2 separate regions of the Capsicum annuum genome follow, and region 2 is linked to region 1. A link is a contact called in public Hi-C data. All regions are on one chromosome and are shown on one strand. The core of a region is the stretch at or near the end of the contact, and the rest is flanking DNA. Distances in the headings are between cores, read along the strand shown. Region 1 holds the start of LOC107857534 (autophagy protein 5). Region 2 holds the start of LOC107857536 (1-aminocyclopropane-1-carboxylate oxidase).

Region 1 (3,542 bases), core at 790-3,289:
GTGCGTGTGTGTCTGGTCGAAGGGGGGGGGTCAGTTATATGTATATGCAAGCATCTGCATCGGGTTATTATGCATTCACTCATGTGTCTGGTATAATAACCATGACACAGCATTAAATTAAATAGCTAAAGAGGATAGCTGATTTCTGTCTCCTAAGATTAGCTTCGACATGGATGATAAGATTTGAATCGTGATGAAAAAGATAGGAACCACCGAAAAACGTCGGTTTAACCATATGGTTGGTCTTTTTTGACCAGGAAGAAATTTGACGAGTATGGTCGACTGGAATTAGGAACGCAAAACCTATCTGAACCTAAATGTGCTCAATTCCAAAAAGAGCTATATTTGTGGGATTAGAAGAGATGTTCCTGCTTTAATGCCGCACCCCATTGGCAAATGTCCCACCATAACCTCGAGGAAAAATGACAATGTCGAAGGAGATGATCATCATCTTCACCCGCTTCCTTTCACATGAAGCACAAATTGACATAAATGATGTTCCGCTTCCTAAGATTCTTGTCTGTTAAGATCACCCTTCTAGCTACTAACCAAGTGAAGAAACACACCTTCCTTAGAACCTTCGGAATCCAAATTGAACTACTTCTTCCATCCCAAGTTATGTGAAGGTGTTTGACTAGTAAGAATGAAACGAAGATTTTTGAAATTTGTCGTTTAACACAAGCTATAGATACTTGTGTGGGCATAAATTATTTGTTTTAGGGTACAACGTTAAGTTTAAAATTAAATTGACACCAAATGTAAGAAGGCATCATTCTTTCCAAAACTGACTACAAGGAAAAGAGTATGGATCAAGATATGCTGCCTGCCTATCATGCCAAAGGCGCTGCTGGTGGATATGCCAAAGATGTCCTGGCTCATCACATAAACTAGGACAGAGGAAATATAAGGAAAGGCAGCCTCCTCCCGATTAATCACTTTTCATAAAAAGACTTACTAGAAAAAATACTGCAATTCCCCAAATCCCACCTCCATGCATTATGACAAGAAAATGCCATGCTTTGTTTGTGAAGAGAATCTAACAATCTTTCCAATCATGAAAATTTCTCTTTAACCCCAAGTCCCAAAAGTCTCACCACCCTGTCTACTCCAAATTTGTTGGATAGTCAGCTCCTTTTGACATGATACTCTATAAATGCTCGGTAAATCCTCTTTTAAAATGTTGTCGCACCTTACCCCCCCAAAAAACTCAATCTCCTCCTGTCTCGTACCCTGAATTGATACATTACCACTAAATTCTACCCATCTTTCCATAGTGTTCCTCCCTAAACCACACACATAAGGCATATTCACATCTTTAGTCTCCACCCTCTTTCCATAGCCCCATATTTGTTTACTGTTACCCCTCTCCAAAAAGATTGTTCCTCTAACCTGAATCTCCATAACCATACCCAATAATGCCTTATTGAAGACCCTAAAATCTTTAACTCTAGGAGATGCCACGAGCTTTTCATCGAACCATGTGAGACTTCCTTTTCTTTTCCCCTAATAACAATATATAGGTCGGAGGTGAAGGCAGGTCCTTTTCCCCAATGGGTTCAACAGTGGTTCCGCATTTACCCCAGCTAACCCCTTATCTGGACACGCTAGTAGTGAATCAATCATTTTAAGGGGTCAATAATTCTTGTTTAAACTTAGAGCAGAGAATCTTAACATTCAGAAAAAAATAATAATAATAATTATTATTATTATTATTATTATAGATTCAAAGAATCGATTCGTACCAGGGCAGGCGCGGGAGGAGGAAGAGTAGTGACTTCGGATTCATGAAGGTGAATCTGCAAAGGAATTGCTCCTTCCCATATATATTTCTGTGCTGAACTTCCTCCCACTCCTCCTTTACTTCCCATTGTATTGAAAGAGTCCAGCTTCTCCAACCAATTCTCCTTCTTTGACTCTTCCACAAAATGATCACCGCTGCTGCCGTCAAGTCATGGTTAAGCAAAGAAAATTTAATAGTAATTGGAATTTGGAACCCTCTGCAACTATTTTATATATTTATTTTGACAAACTTACTCTGTTTAGCTCATATCAAATTGGATGGGCCCATATTTTAACTCGGCCAATTCACTTCACATAAATAGTACTTCCTCCGTTTCATTTTACATATCGTGATTTGATCGAGCAAAGAATTTAAGAAATAAGGGACAATTTGATAAAATTTATCAAATTAAGCTTTATCAAAAAATGTGTCAATATCTTTTTTTCTTTAATTAAGTGGAACCAACAAGGATAAAAGGATAATTGTGTCTTTAAAAAGTTATCAAATAAGAAAAAGCGACACTTATTTTAGGACGTATTAAAAAGAAAATAATGACACATAATTTGAAACGGAGGGAGGAAAATATATCAAAAAATTAGGCTGTGCTTATAAGAAAAAAAAAATTATAGAATAAATGCCTATTCACCTCTTTATATGTTTAATTTCTAATGTGAGCATTGGGACACCAATGGTTAAACTAAAATTAAACTCAATATGTAAAGTTAAAATAGTAAATTGAGTCCATTAAATATCTTAAAAAATTTGTTTTATAAGTGGCTTTATACAAATACTACACATAGTTATGAAGTCTATAAGCATCTTCAACCTTCATCTCACTCATTTCAAAAGAAAAAGATATTTCCTCTCTCCACCGGTCTTGAAAAATTATTATTCTACTTTGTTCTTCATTTCAAGGTTGCTCTCTTTTATCTTTGTATTTTCATTTCACGCATGATTTTATTTTAATTTTTTCCCGATTATTCTTGCTTATGTAAGCTTGCGGTAGTATAATGGTCGTATTCTACTTGCTCGTTCTTAGCCTTTGCTTCTATTTGATTGCTCTTCTTCTTCTTCTTGATTCTTCAATTAGTTTATGAGTCATCTGCACTTCATTTGATTTGAACTTTTGTTCTTTTATTTAGGTATAATAATGGAAATCAGATTATGAGAGGGAAAGCATTGTCCTGTCAGCTTGCCGCTAAGCGATATTAGTCATTTTAAGTGAATTTGTATGTGTTAAACTCATGCTCTACCTGTTGTATGTGTATGGATGAACACAATTCCATATGAGACCACAAGTCTTTATCTCAGTTTCAATCTTGCTGTATTTCTTCCTTCATCGGTGAGCTTCGCCCTTATAATTATTGGGTTTTATACAAACCCAATTCAACTTTTTGACAATGTAGTTGCAATTTTAAAGTACCTTTTTTGTAATTCTCCTTTTCTCATCTTCACTTTTTCCTTCAATCTTCTAATTATCCTTACTTTATCCCTGATGTGCTTTTGATTTGGATGATTGATTTGTTCAGTTTTAGCTCTTATTATGCACATTAGGTATTCGATGAAATTCCTCTTCCACATATACTCTATGAATTCGGCTTTTCTGTGAAAATTGGTAATTCGTTTCAGCTTTAAACGATACATTCTAAATATGCATCAAAGTGTAGTTTATTGAAGATTTCATTGTGAGCAGAACGTGTTTGATTTGGTAGACTTCTGCTACACTTTGCTCTTCTCCTCTTTTTTAGAAGCATTCCTTTTT
Region 2 (3,793 bases), core at 1,046-3,545, 660 kb after region 1:
TTAATTTGATAAAATAAATACCTAATTAATATTTTCTTAATTAATATGACAAGTCAATGAGGATCAATTAATACAAAACGGAGAGAGTAGATAACATTGTGATTGCGCCACTACCACTTTTATTGTGCTTTGTACTTCTTTTTTTTTTTTCGAGGAAAAAACCAAATTTGCTTTTAGACTATTCAAGATTCAGACTATTTTGTCATTTCTTAAAATTTTGCTCTAATAGTACTCCTCTCTTGAGGGAAGAGTTTTAATTTTGCGCTCGACCCTTAGCAGAATTAAAATCTAAGAACAAGTTTATTGTAAAAAGTTGAGATCTTAAATTTTTGAACAATGCATGAGCAAAATTTGAACCTTATCTTAGAGTTTTTGTTGTCATTTTCTTACTAAATTCAAGTGTTATTTTTCTTGTAAGGATAATAAAAGTAATAAGATAATTACTATTACTTTTGCTTTTCCTCAAAGAAAAAAAATACTAATTCTTTTTCATATTTGTTTTGATTTATAAATTATAAGTTTCCGAATGACGCCTTCTTAATTTTGAGCTCAATACCTTTCCCCTTTCTTTTCTACAATTCAGATGTCCGACGAATTTATGCACACCTAATATCGTTGAAGTGCATCTTACTTTGTTTCAATAGCAGACAACTAAGATTCAAACTCAAATATCTTAAGACTTCTTATATATTTTAGGAAAAATGATTAAATTTACTCCTTTATTTCAAAAAAAAAAAAAAGTCTAAATATATTAATATACCCGTTATTATATTTTGAAATTAAATTTATCCTATCTGTCATACTTTGGGGCTAAATTTACCTCTCTACTTTAAAAAACTGGCTAAATATATACTTCTTCATACTTTGAGGTCAAATTTACCCTCATTGTGAAGAAAATTTTAACATGCACCCCTTTCTTTAATAGAAAAATCCAAATCAGCGTTAAATGTTCCATTTTTTAAAAATAAAATACGCTCTAATCTAACTCGTTCGACCCGACCTGAGCAAGAAAAAAACACATACAAATATACCCCCTCAGTTCTATTGATCAAATTTTTTCAACGAAATTAATCCACTTGATATTTATTAATGCATAGCTCATGAAAAATGGATTTGCATCAGTGCAAATGCAAACAAATATATCCCTCCCTTAGTTTATGAATCTGTATCAATGCAAATCTCATGAAAAATAGCGGCAGTCAAATACAACAGATTAGACCCACTGAATGTTTTTCTGGATGATTGAGTTAAGAAGTCTCGTTGTATGTCAATTGTGACATCTCTTCATTCTTCTGTCTTTATATATACAATTTGAATCTCCACAAAATTTTCATTATGTCATTTACTAAGAAAACTTATCCACTGATTCTAAAATCTAGATAATTTAAAAATTCGAATATAACTAGAATCAGAACAAAATTTGTAATAGACATTTTCTCTACTCCAATGGTTCTATGTTATTCCATTCCATTTTAGTTTTTGTTCATCTATAAATAATATACTAGTGTTGCACGTTAAAAGAAAATTACATTTGTTTATTGAAAAATTTTGACCAACAGAACTGAGAGAGAGTTATATTTATTTGTGTATTTTTTGTGGGTTGGATCGGACGGATTAAATTAGGATGTGTTTTATTTTAAAAAAATGAGTCATTTAACGTTGATTTGGATTTTTCTATTAAAAAAAAGGTACATGTGAAAAATTTCTTTAAAACGAGGATAAATTTGACCTAAAATATGATATCAAAGATAAATTTAGCTCCAAAATATGATGACAAGAGTAAATTTAAACCTATAATATATTTAATCTTTTTTTAAAATTGAAAAGTTAATTTGACCCATTTTCCTATATTTTATTAACCACTAATTCACATTCTTCAGTGCAGTGCTCTAAACTTACTAAAGTACTCGAAGAAATTAAGCAAAAGAGCAATCATGTGATCCTTCTTTCAGAAATAAATGCACTCATTTTTTGTCTTTTAAAAAACACTAGCCATGTAAATTAATACTTTTCTTATAAAGTTTACCCTCACAAAAAAAACACAAGACCAAACATCGGTCAAAATTCAAGAAAAGAGAGGTAATAGTAGACTAGTAGTATTGCACTAATTAGGGACCAACCCCACGAGAAGAGAGGACAGACAAATGAGAAGAAGACATTATCAAGATTCAGCCAAAATTGGTAGGTCCTAGCACGATGTACACACATGCATCCCCCACGAGTCCTGTTCCCACTTCCTTCACTTCCTAGATTTCATTGTTTATTACTTGTATTCCTTTTTAAAAAAATCGTTAAATTACTTATTTATTTATTTATTCTGTTTTATTATTTCCCTTCTCAAAAGTCTTATAAATACCCCTTCAAATACCTATTTAACTCCATCCTGCACAGGAATTAAGAGCTACCCCAAAAAAAAAAAAAAACATTTGAAGTGTGAGTGAGAAATAAGATAGTTGCAAGATGGAGACTTTCCCAGTTGTTAACATGGAGATGCTTAACACTGAAAAAAGGGCTGCAACATTGGAGAAAATAAAAGATGCTTGTGAGAACTGGGGCTTCTTTGAGGTAACATTAAAGTTTAAAATATGTTATCTTTAAAAAGATATGTTTTATGCACTGGTACCATGACATTTTACATAGCTGCTAGTTACAATTTTTGTCAGATATTAATTATTCTCATATTACAATTGTGTAAATATTTTATATACCATTAGTGCACAAAACTTAAACTCGTTCCCAGTTTACATACTTATTATTCCTATATTTGTGTATATATGAAGGTGATAAATCATGGGATCTCTCATGAGCTTCTGGACACAGTGGAGAGGTTCACAAAGGAGCATTATAAGAAGTGTATGGAACAAGGATTCAAGGAAATGGTGGCAAGTAAAGGCCTTGAAGCTGTTCAGACTGAGATTAATGATTTGGACTGGGAAAGTACTTTCTTCTTGAAACATCTTCCTGTTTCAAACATCTCAGAAGTTCCTGATCTTGAAGATGATTACAGGTCTAAGGGATCTCCATCTTTTGTTCTTTATATTAATTGCTTAATATTTAGTTTTTGTCATAAAAAGAAACTGTGCTCCTCTACCAAAAAAAGAAGAAGAAAGAAACTGTGCTCCAACTATCTGGGATTTTTCAGGTCAACTTTGTCTATCTAATTTAACCTGTATATCTCGGACCACAAGTATATCTTATGCTTAATAACCACATTCCTTAGCCATATATAAGGGTAACTTTTCTCCTTTGGATCTGCTTCTACCACCAGGGCAGAGCTAGAGAATAAAATACGGGCCCAATAGTTTTGATAAAAACCTTGTTTATGTGTTAAGCTTTTTACTTAATCATGTATAAATAATTTCTTCGAAAATAGTGATCCATCCTTTCTCCGCACGATGCGCATAGCAGGAGCTTTAGTGTACCAAACCGTCCTTAAGTTATTCGAAATTCAGTAAGCTGCCTTTTTTAAAATTCAGAACCCATTAACTCAAAATTCAGGCTCTGCATTTTGTCCACCACAGGCAGATCAAGGACGGAGTTTGCAAATTGCACTGAACATATTACTATCGGCTCAAATTACATGTACATATAAAATAAACAGGGTAGCCCGGTGCACTAAGCTCTCGCTATGCGCATGTACCTATAAAAATAGTACTCTCTCTGTTTAAAAAGGAATGACCTACTTTGACTTGGCACAAAATTTAAGAAAATAAAGAAACTTTTGAACTTTATGGCCTTAAATTAAAGTTGTGTCAAATGTACCAAAATCTCCTTTAATCCTGTGGTCCTAAAT

The links. A called contact is a pair of places that touch in the nucleus more often than the background predicts.
Region 2: a contact with region 1 is called in a Hi-C map of leaf, with 2.9 times the contacts expected there. The contact joins the promoter of LOC107857536 here to the promoter of LOC107857534 in region 1. A contact is called at or near these places in 2 of 5 Hi-C or Micro-C datasets (leaf and placenta).

The regions. Positions count from the first base shown.
Region 1 is chr2:65,917,345-65,920,886 of UCD10Xv1.1, forward strand. It overlaps LOC107857534 (autophagy protein 5), which reads right to left and starts at 2,040. Exons shown (of 9, transcript XM_047406312.1): 1 at 1,743-2,040. The coding sequence starts at 1,868.
Region 2 is chr2:66,576,671-66,580,463 of UCD10Xv1.1, forward strand. It overlaps LOC107857536 (1-aminocyclopropane-1-carboxylate oxidase), which reads left to right and starts at 2,296. Exons shown (of 4, transcript XM_016702327.2): 1 at 2,296-2,565; 2 at 2,781-3,007. The coding sequence starts at 2,461.